Regions from separate parts of the Anas platyrhynchos genome. Here region 1 is linked to region 2. Evidence: chromatin contacts called from public Hi-C data. All regions are on one chromosome and are shown on one strand. The core of a region is the stretch at or near the end of the contact, and the rest is flanking DNA. Distances in the headings are between cores, read along the strand shown. Region 1 holds the start of CHN2 (chimerin 2). Region 2 overlaps CHN2 (chimerin 2).

Region 1 (3,572 bases), core at 79-2,578, 84 kb after region 2:
TCTACAGTTGTATTGATAGCCAAAGGAGCTTGTCTGCTTTTCACAGCACATATTGCTATGTTTAAAAAGAGCTTTTACAAATTCTCAGTCTGGCACCTCACATAAAACACTGAGTCACAAGTCCTTTGAACCCCAAAGTTGTTCATCCCTCTATTTACTCCTTCAGCCCAATAAACGCCAGGATAACGCTGAGGATATGCTCCCTGCCAATTCCTTCGGTCTACTATCACTCACACATTAAAATAACAACTCAATGAGCTAAGAAGCAGACGGCGGTACTATTATACCAAGGCTTTCCATTTCAGACCGCCTCGCTCACAGACGCAACTTTTCTGTTTCCCGGCGTTAGGCGGGATGCCAGCCCCATGCCACCACCACCGAGCCCCAGGGCACGCAGCGCATCCTCAGCCCCCCGCACGGCCCCCGCGCCTGTAATTTATTTTATATTTTCACCCGGAGCGTTTTTAGCTAGTTACTGAGTTCCTTTTCAACCGGGAACCAGTTGCGGGTATTTTAAAGTGGTTCGAAACGCCCTGGGTGCCGCGACCCCCGGCCGGGGGGAGCCCCAGTGGCAGTGCCCTGCGAGGGGCGCGCTGTGCCCGGGGGGAGTGCAGGGGGGCGAGGCGGTCCCCGAATGTCCCCCGGCCACCCACTGCCCCCCAAAACGTGCCCGTGAGAGCCGGAGGGCTCTCCCCGTGCCCTGCCGAGGGGGTGGCTGACACCCCCCTCTTTGACCCCACACAAAAGCAGGGGGGGAAAGGTTGGAGGGGGGTGCGAGCCGAGCCCCACCGCCCCCGCAGGGGGATCGGGGAGAACAGGGGGGGGCATCTCGGCGGAGCCCGGGGCGGGCGGGACGGCGAGCTGCGGACAGGTAAAAATGGAAGGAGGGGAGACACCGCTGGCGAAACTTACCGGAGGAAACGGACGAGCCGGACAGACTGGAGTTACTGGATGCTGCCATGGTCCCTCCTCCTCCTCCTCCTCCTCCTCCTCGCCCCTTAGCTGCGAGCCCCGCGCGGTGCCCCGCTGCCGCCCGGCCGCTGCTGCCGCCAGCCCATGGCCAAGTGCCGCCGCCCGCGCCCCGCTTCCTGCGCCGCCGGGGAGCGGCAGGCGGCGGAGCCCCGCCGGGGCGCTGCCGGCCGCGCCGCGGGGCTGGGCTGGGCGAAGCCGCTCGGAGGGGCCGGCAAAAGACCCCGCGGGGCTTCCAGCGCCCCTCTCCGCACGGGGAGCGGGGTCACCTCGCGGCGGGGACGGGAGAGCCGCCCTGCCTGCCTGCCTGCCTGCCTGCGCCTTGCCTTGCCTTGCCTCGCCTTCCCTCCTCCTCCACCTCCTCCTCCTCCCTTCCCTTCCCGTCCCTTCCCTTCCCCGCCTCCTGGCGGGCAGCGCTGACAGCCCGCCGGGGGGGACCCGCCGCCGCTCCCCCCGCGCACACAAAGGAAGCGGCGGCGGGCAGGGGGGGTCCCGCTCCGGTGAGTCCCGGTGGCCCCACCGAGCAGCGGCCGAGCCCCAAACCTGCACGGGGCTGGTGGCCGGAGCTGATCCTACCCGGTGCCGGTGCCCGTGCCCCCGCCGGAGCCTGTTGAGCGCCTCGGCACGGCGCTGCCGCCGAGGGGGGCTCTGCGCCCCCATCAGCGGGGCTGCGCACCTGGGGCAGGGCATGTGGCAGCCCTTTGTCTGCTTGCTGCTTTCCTCCTCCGCCTGGCACCTCTCACCCTCACTTTTCTTCATTTTTTTTTTTTTAATTTTTATTTTTCCGCACATGGCTTCCTTTTTCTTAAAAAAGAAGCCCACACCCTCCCGCTCCCGGGCTCTCACTGCCGCTCCCCGGCTCTCACTGCCACTCCTGGGCTCTCCCTGAGCCCTGCAGGGGCCGCAGGTGGTGTGGGGGGGCGACCGCAGCTGGGGCCCGGCGGCTCGGGGAAGGGGGGGGAGGAGAAGACACCCCCCCGGGGGTGCCTGTCAGCCGTGCTGAGGGCACTGGCCTGCCTCTTAATGGGCGACTTCCTAAGAGGACGAGCCAAGAAAGCATCAGTTGAAAGCTCCTCTCTGCTGACCGCTCTTTATGTTCCCTTCGCAGCGCTTTATTGCCAGCCAAAGCTTCCATCTCATTTTATTAAATGAGGGCAAAAAGGCAGCAGGAAGGTGGTCAGCTGTCAGATGGTTGTCAAAAGCCGAGCGGCATGGCAAGTCCTGTTGGCATGTGATCTGCAAGAAGCCTCTAACCCATTTGCCTTGATGATGATTTATGAAAGCCTTCCATGTTTCATAACAGAGAGGCTATAAAATAAAGTTACTTCGGGACGAGTGAGGAATCGCATTAAAGTTTCCCCGGCAAGTCAAGCCCTATCCACCCAGCCGCACAGCTTTCCAATGATCGTGCAAACTGCGTGCCCTGGCTGTCACCCGCACCCAGCCCCTTCCCCTCCTCCTGGTGCCAAAATAAAACCCGGGCTCGCTGCACCAGCCAGCCGGGTCCCACGTCTCCTCGGGAAAAAAGGTGTCGAGACCCCCTCTAGCGGCCAGCGCACAGCCGGTGCCCGCCATCCCCGCAGCCCCGGCCGGCAGCGGTGCGGGGCTCCGACCCCATCGGGAGTCCCGCATGGAGCTCGGGGGCGCGTCTGGTGCGACTTGCTTTTCCAGGCTTGCTTTTGTAATGGTAGTTCACGCCATGTGAGAGGCAGAAACCTTTACAACCAGCTTTGGCGCTAACTCTTATTAATCTGGAAATTACCGCCTGACACACAGAAAAATGCTACAGGCGTGTCACTGCTTTTTGGTCCTTGGCCAAATATTTTGTGTCACGCGTTTTAAAGATTAAATGCTGGGGAAAAAAAAAAAGAAAAAAAAAAAAGAGAAAGACAGAGGGTTCTTTTGTCTTCTGGATTAGGTCATAAAAGGAGGCTGAAACCTGGGATGTTGAAAAATATTGTAGTATGCTATGCAATATGGTAAATGTCAAGACTGTAATGGTAAATTGTTCACTCATAGAGTACATCATGTTATGAAGTGGTATTCACTCATCTCTTACATGTTTATTTTTTCTGCTCCTCCTGCTGTATCTTTCTTTCTAATTTGTCTCCTATAGTCTGTCACATGTCTTCATTTTTCTTCTTCATAATCCTGCACTCATCTGTTTCCAGAAACAGTCAGATAACTGTGTCATATGATTGGGGACATACAGTGTTGTTAACAAAACTAGTAGAATCCGTGGGAAAGATACCCCAGACAAAAAGAAAGAGGGTGCTCCCTAACCTCTTAACTGGAGCATGCTATGAAAGTAGATATTGAAGGACCTCAAGAAGTGATTTTATATTCATACATATATATATTTACTTTTAATGAATATTGCAAAAATAAATCTACCTGCATACTTGTCCAAAATTACATTCCATTTGTACCATCTGAATGTATAGTGCTTAAGACTTTGCTTATTGTTAATGTTCTGGTGATAAAATTTAGTGGACTGTTCCTGGCAATAGTAAATAACAGATGTTAGAGAATATTAGTTGAATATTCATGCTCCTGGTTTTGATCACTTACACTAGAGATCTGATCCTAGATAATGTTTTTAT
Region 2 (3,733 bases), core at 1,177-3,676:
GCACAAGCCCAGAATAAGCAAATTTATTCTGAGGACATGTGCACTTTTTTTTTTTCCTTTTTTAATAGATAATAGAACACTTTTATCACTTTTCATATAGCCTTCATAATCTCACAATTTCCTTGCTGAAAAATGACCATATTTCCCAGGTGGTTTTATACATCAGCCTGGCCAGTCTCTCTAGATATCCAGCACTGGAGAACTGTGAGGGGTTAAATCATTTTGGATTCTTACACAGATAGATGCAACCAAAATACAGGCATAAAAGAAAATTATGTAAAGCAAATAATAGGCCTTAACTTGTGAAAGCATATATTTGCCTTAAAGAGCTCTGCAGCGTTCTTTTACTACTCCCATAGAGAGAGCAAATAAAATGGATTCTCTGTCTCCACTAAAAGTAAGTGACAACTTTCAACTTAAATGTGAGTTGGTAATTTTCAGGCTTAGAAAAAGGTATTAATGCCAATCTCAAACCAAAAATGTTGCTGCAGAGCAGACCTTTATGGCAATTGCTCCAGAAACTCAGTGGAAAACACTCAAAATTACTGCTGAAATGCATAGTTGTATGAATTATGAATTATCAGTGAATGCCAAAATTGTTTAAAACTATAGTCATATTGATCAGGAAGCATGCAGTATGGTAAAACAGCCTTAAATCATTAATTTCAGTAAGGAGTTCAGTACTCCTACAAAGCCAGCAACATTCAAAGACATCTAATCCTGAAGCACGCTCAAAGACAAATGAAACCCAGCACACCTCTGCCAGCTCTCTCCAAAAGCATTTAGGAGCATGTTTGAGAGGCTCTGCACAGTCTTCCCTTGACTCCCAGCCTGCCAAACCAGACTGCCTCTCCCCATCCCAGAAAACAGACTCACTTGTACACTTAGTCTAGTTTTACAAGTTTTTTTTTTTTTGTTTTTTTTTTTTTTTTACAACATTACAGCATATTCAAGGTGTGGAATCAGTTGTACTGGGGTTTAAACACAACACTGAGAAGGAAATAAGCCTTCTTCATAAAAACACACTAGCTATCTAAGCTAATCCAATATATTACCTTTACATAATTTTGAAGTTTACTGAATTGTAGTGCCCTGGGATTTGTGGCTCCTCTTTTGGTCAGGATGGTTTCACCCTGGAGTGACATACTCCTGCTAATGTACAGATTATTGTATTAAAATCCTACACCACTCTGCAAGATAACTCATCACAAAACTACTGGGAATCATGCAGGCAGGAGGTAAGTATGCCCTAATGTGATAGATTTTCATTGCAAGCGTCTACATCCAAGCCACACTGCACTGAAGATTTGAAGATGCCCTGAAGAATTCTTTCTGCTGAAGTACTATCACAGAACTAAGATAACTCTAATTTCCAAAAAAATGTAATTTCTCTTCAGCTTCATTGCACAGGACATATTTCTTTATTCAGTGGCCAAAGCTGAAATACAGAAATGTTGGGATGAAAACTAAGAAATCCAAAATCCCTCTCTAGGACAGCAGTCTGTCTGTAATTCAGAATGCCCAGCACACAATAGCATTGTAGGTCTACCTATTTCAACCACTGCTTCAATACAACCATAAGGAGAGTATGAAAAGGAAAAGGAAACAATAAGGTGCATGCATAGCTTTTTGTTCATCTCCCCGTTATACAGAATGAGAAGAGACATAAGATCCAAGAGTTTAAAATGTCAGTGTGGTCACTTTATTGCAGGCAGTGAGGCATTTGCCCAAAGGAAGTTCAATCTAAACATTTTTCTGTTTGGAACAATGTTATTTATTTTTCAGTATTTCTAGTTAACTAGCCATAAATACCATTTTCAGCTCAGTAAAAGAGAAATAGAAGAATTGGAAGAGAATTCTTCAAAAGAAGCCCAGACTATAAAGAAAATGTAGTCTGAATTGTTCAGCTTTTGGCATAATTGCCAAATGCAAACTATTGCCTCAGAATCAATAGCAGAAAAGGATTACAGAAAATTGTAAGCACGCAATAGTAAAAACAGTACTGGAGTAGAAACTATGTTTTGTTTCATTACTTCTTTAATACATTTTTTTTGCCTCCCCATCTTTCTAAAAAAAATCTGTTTAGATCAATTAACATATCTAACTCTCACTCCAAATAGGACAAATTATTTTACTTCAATGCCTCTTAAGCAAGTTAACTTGGGAAACATTTCTTTTTGCAAGGAAAAGTTTATCTACCCCTTTTTATTACCTTTTGCCTACTTTCTTGATACTACTTATTCAGGCTTGCTGCCATCAATGTTTTCAGAGAAAACCAACTCTTGTCCTTGCAACAAGCCTCACATCATAAGGCCTGTTGATAATTTTCCAAGTAGAAGTAGCAGCAGTGTAACATCTGTACTCCCCAACCAAGGACAGGCCAATTATAGGCAGTTAGTATGTGCATACCTCATGAAAAGCTGGTCTTTTCCCCAAAGATTTCCAGTCAATGGCATTCAGTATGACTGATAGGACAGGCTTCATACAACTAGCCTATCCTGGCCACATAACTTCATGAGTTTGTTCATATATTTTGACTACGTGATGAGGGAGGAACAAAGACATTCCTCAGAAAGAAATCAGCACTGCATAAGGCACCAGAGCATATTACGTCCGCACTGTCCATGTTTCAGAGGCTCTCCAGAAAGAAAAATCACATGAACAGTTTTGGAAGTCTACAGCTTCTTTTGTCACTTAGTCAGAGAGCAGTGGGGATGACAGTGTTATGGCTACTTGATGGATACACATACAGCCATATGATGGTGAGGGACTGTGCTGATGCTGAGACAAGAGAGTAGCTGGGAGCAAGATGTCAAAAGCATTCAAAATACCAGAGGGACAACAGCTAGACAGGTTTCCACAGAAAAGCATCCTGGCATCATTACAAATCATAACGTGAACATGAATCACTGATGCTGTCTGTTCCAAAAACCACCAAAACCAGAATGCCACTCAAAGCACTGGGATTTGAAAACAAGAATGCAGCCAACAAGATACCTTGGAGTAATCCTCTCCTTGCAATTTTCACTCAGAAAGCCTCTAGCTGGAATCCTGAATGTAGTTTTGGGCCCATCTCAAGGAAGACTGGAACTAATAACCATAATGAGCAGGGATTCAGCAAACGTAAAAGATATGAAAAGAGATTAGCTTAAGGAAGAGAAGACAGAGAGGTGCTGTAGCGGACAGGTATGAGAGCAGCCTTTATGGAGAAATAAAATAATCTGCTCAGTGTATTCTTACTAGACGTGACAAGAAGTAAAGCTGCAAAAAGGATGATAGAGTCTAGATCTTAGGAAAGTGTTAAAAATAATTAAGCACTAAAAAAAGTAAGCAGAGGTGGTCATGAAATCTTCAACTGTGGAAGGCTCTAGGAAGAACATATGCAAACACCTCCTCTTGATGTTGGGATGACAACCTCTGGAGTCTCCTTGGGCCAAGATATAAGATACATCCTCTTTCTTATCTCTACCTGCTCTTGGGAGATCGAGATTATCAAGGAGCAAACTGAATAGGTTATATAAATCCCATATAAAACTGCAGCTATACAATGTCCATGCCCACCTCTGTGAGGCTCTCAGGACAGCAGGGAGAAGGCAGTGGACTGAATGGAGTGCTGTAGAGGAGAAGGCCAAGCCTTCAGGTGATGTCACCCCTAACCTAAATAGCATAAAACAGTTTAGATCTATCAAGCACAGTGAAGGGCCAAATTGTGCTGGATATCTTCAAACGAAAC

What was found. Hi-C and Micro-C count contacts between places; a contact is called where the count stands out from the background.
Region 1: a contact with region 2 is called in a Hi-C map of F5 follicle, with 5 times the contacts expected there. The contact joins the promoter of CHN2 here to the enhancer-like site in region 2. A contact is called at or near these places in 6 of 8 Hi-C or Micro-C datasets (F1 follicle, F5 follicle, liver and 3 more).

The regions. Positions count from the first base shown.
Region 1 is chr2:123,443,614-123,447,185 of IASCAAS_PekinDuck_T2T, forward strand. CHN2 (chimerin 2) reads right to left here and starts at 1,329. Exons shown (of 13, transcript XM_038173738.2): 1 at 913-1,329. The coding sequence starts at 961.
Region 2 is chr2:123,358,850-123,362,582 of IASCAAS_PekinDuck_T2T, forward strand. The region is part of intron 3 of CHN2 (chimerin 2); the gene reads right to left. Among named protein-coding and RNA genes, the nearest start is that of CHN2, 84 kb to the right of the region's middle. Within about 2 kb of position 2,427, at least 4 of the 8 cell types and tissues checked have an H3K27ac peak or open chromatin away from gene starts, as enhancers often do. A contact at or near this core is called in F1 follicle, F5 follicle and small yellow follicle, where this site is marked.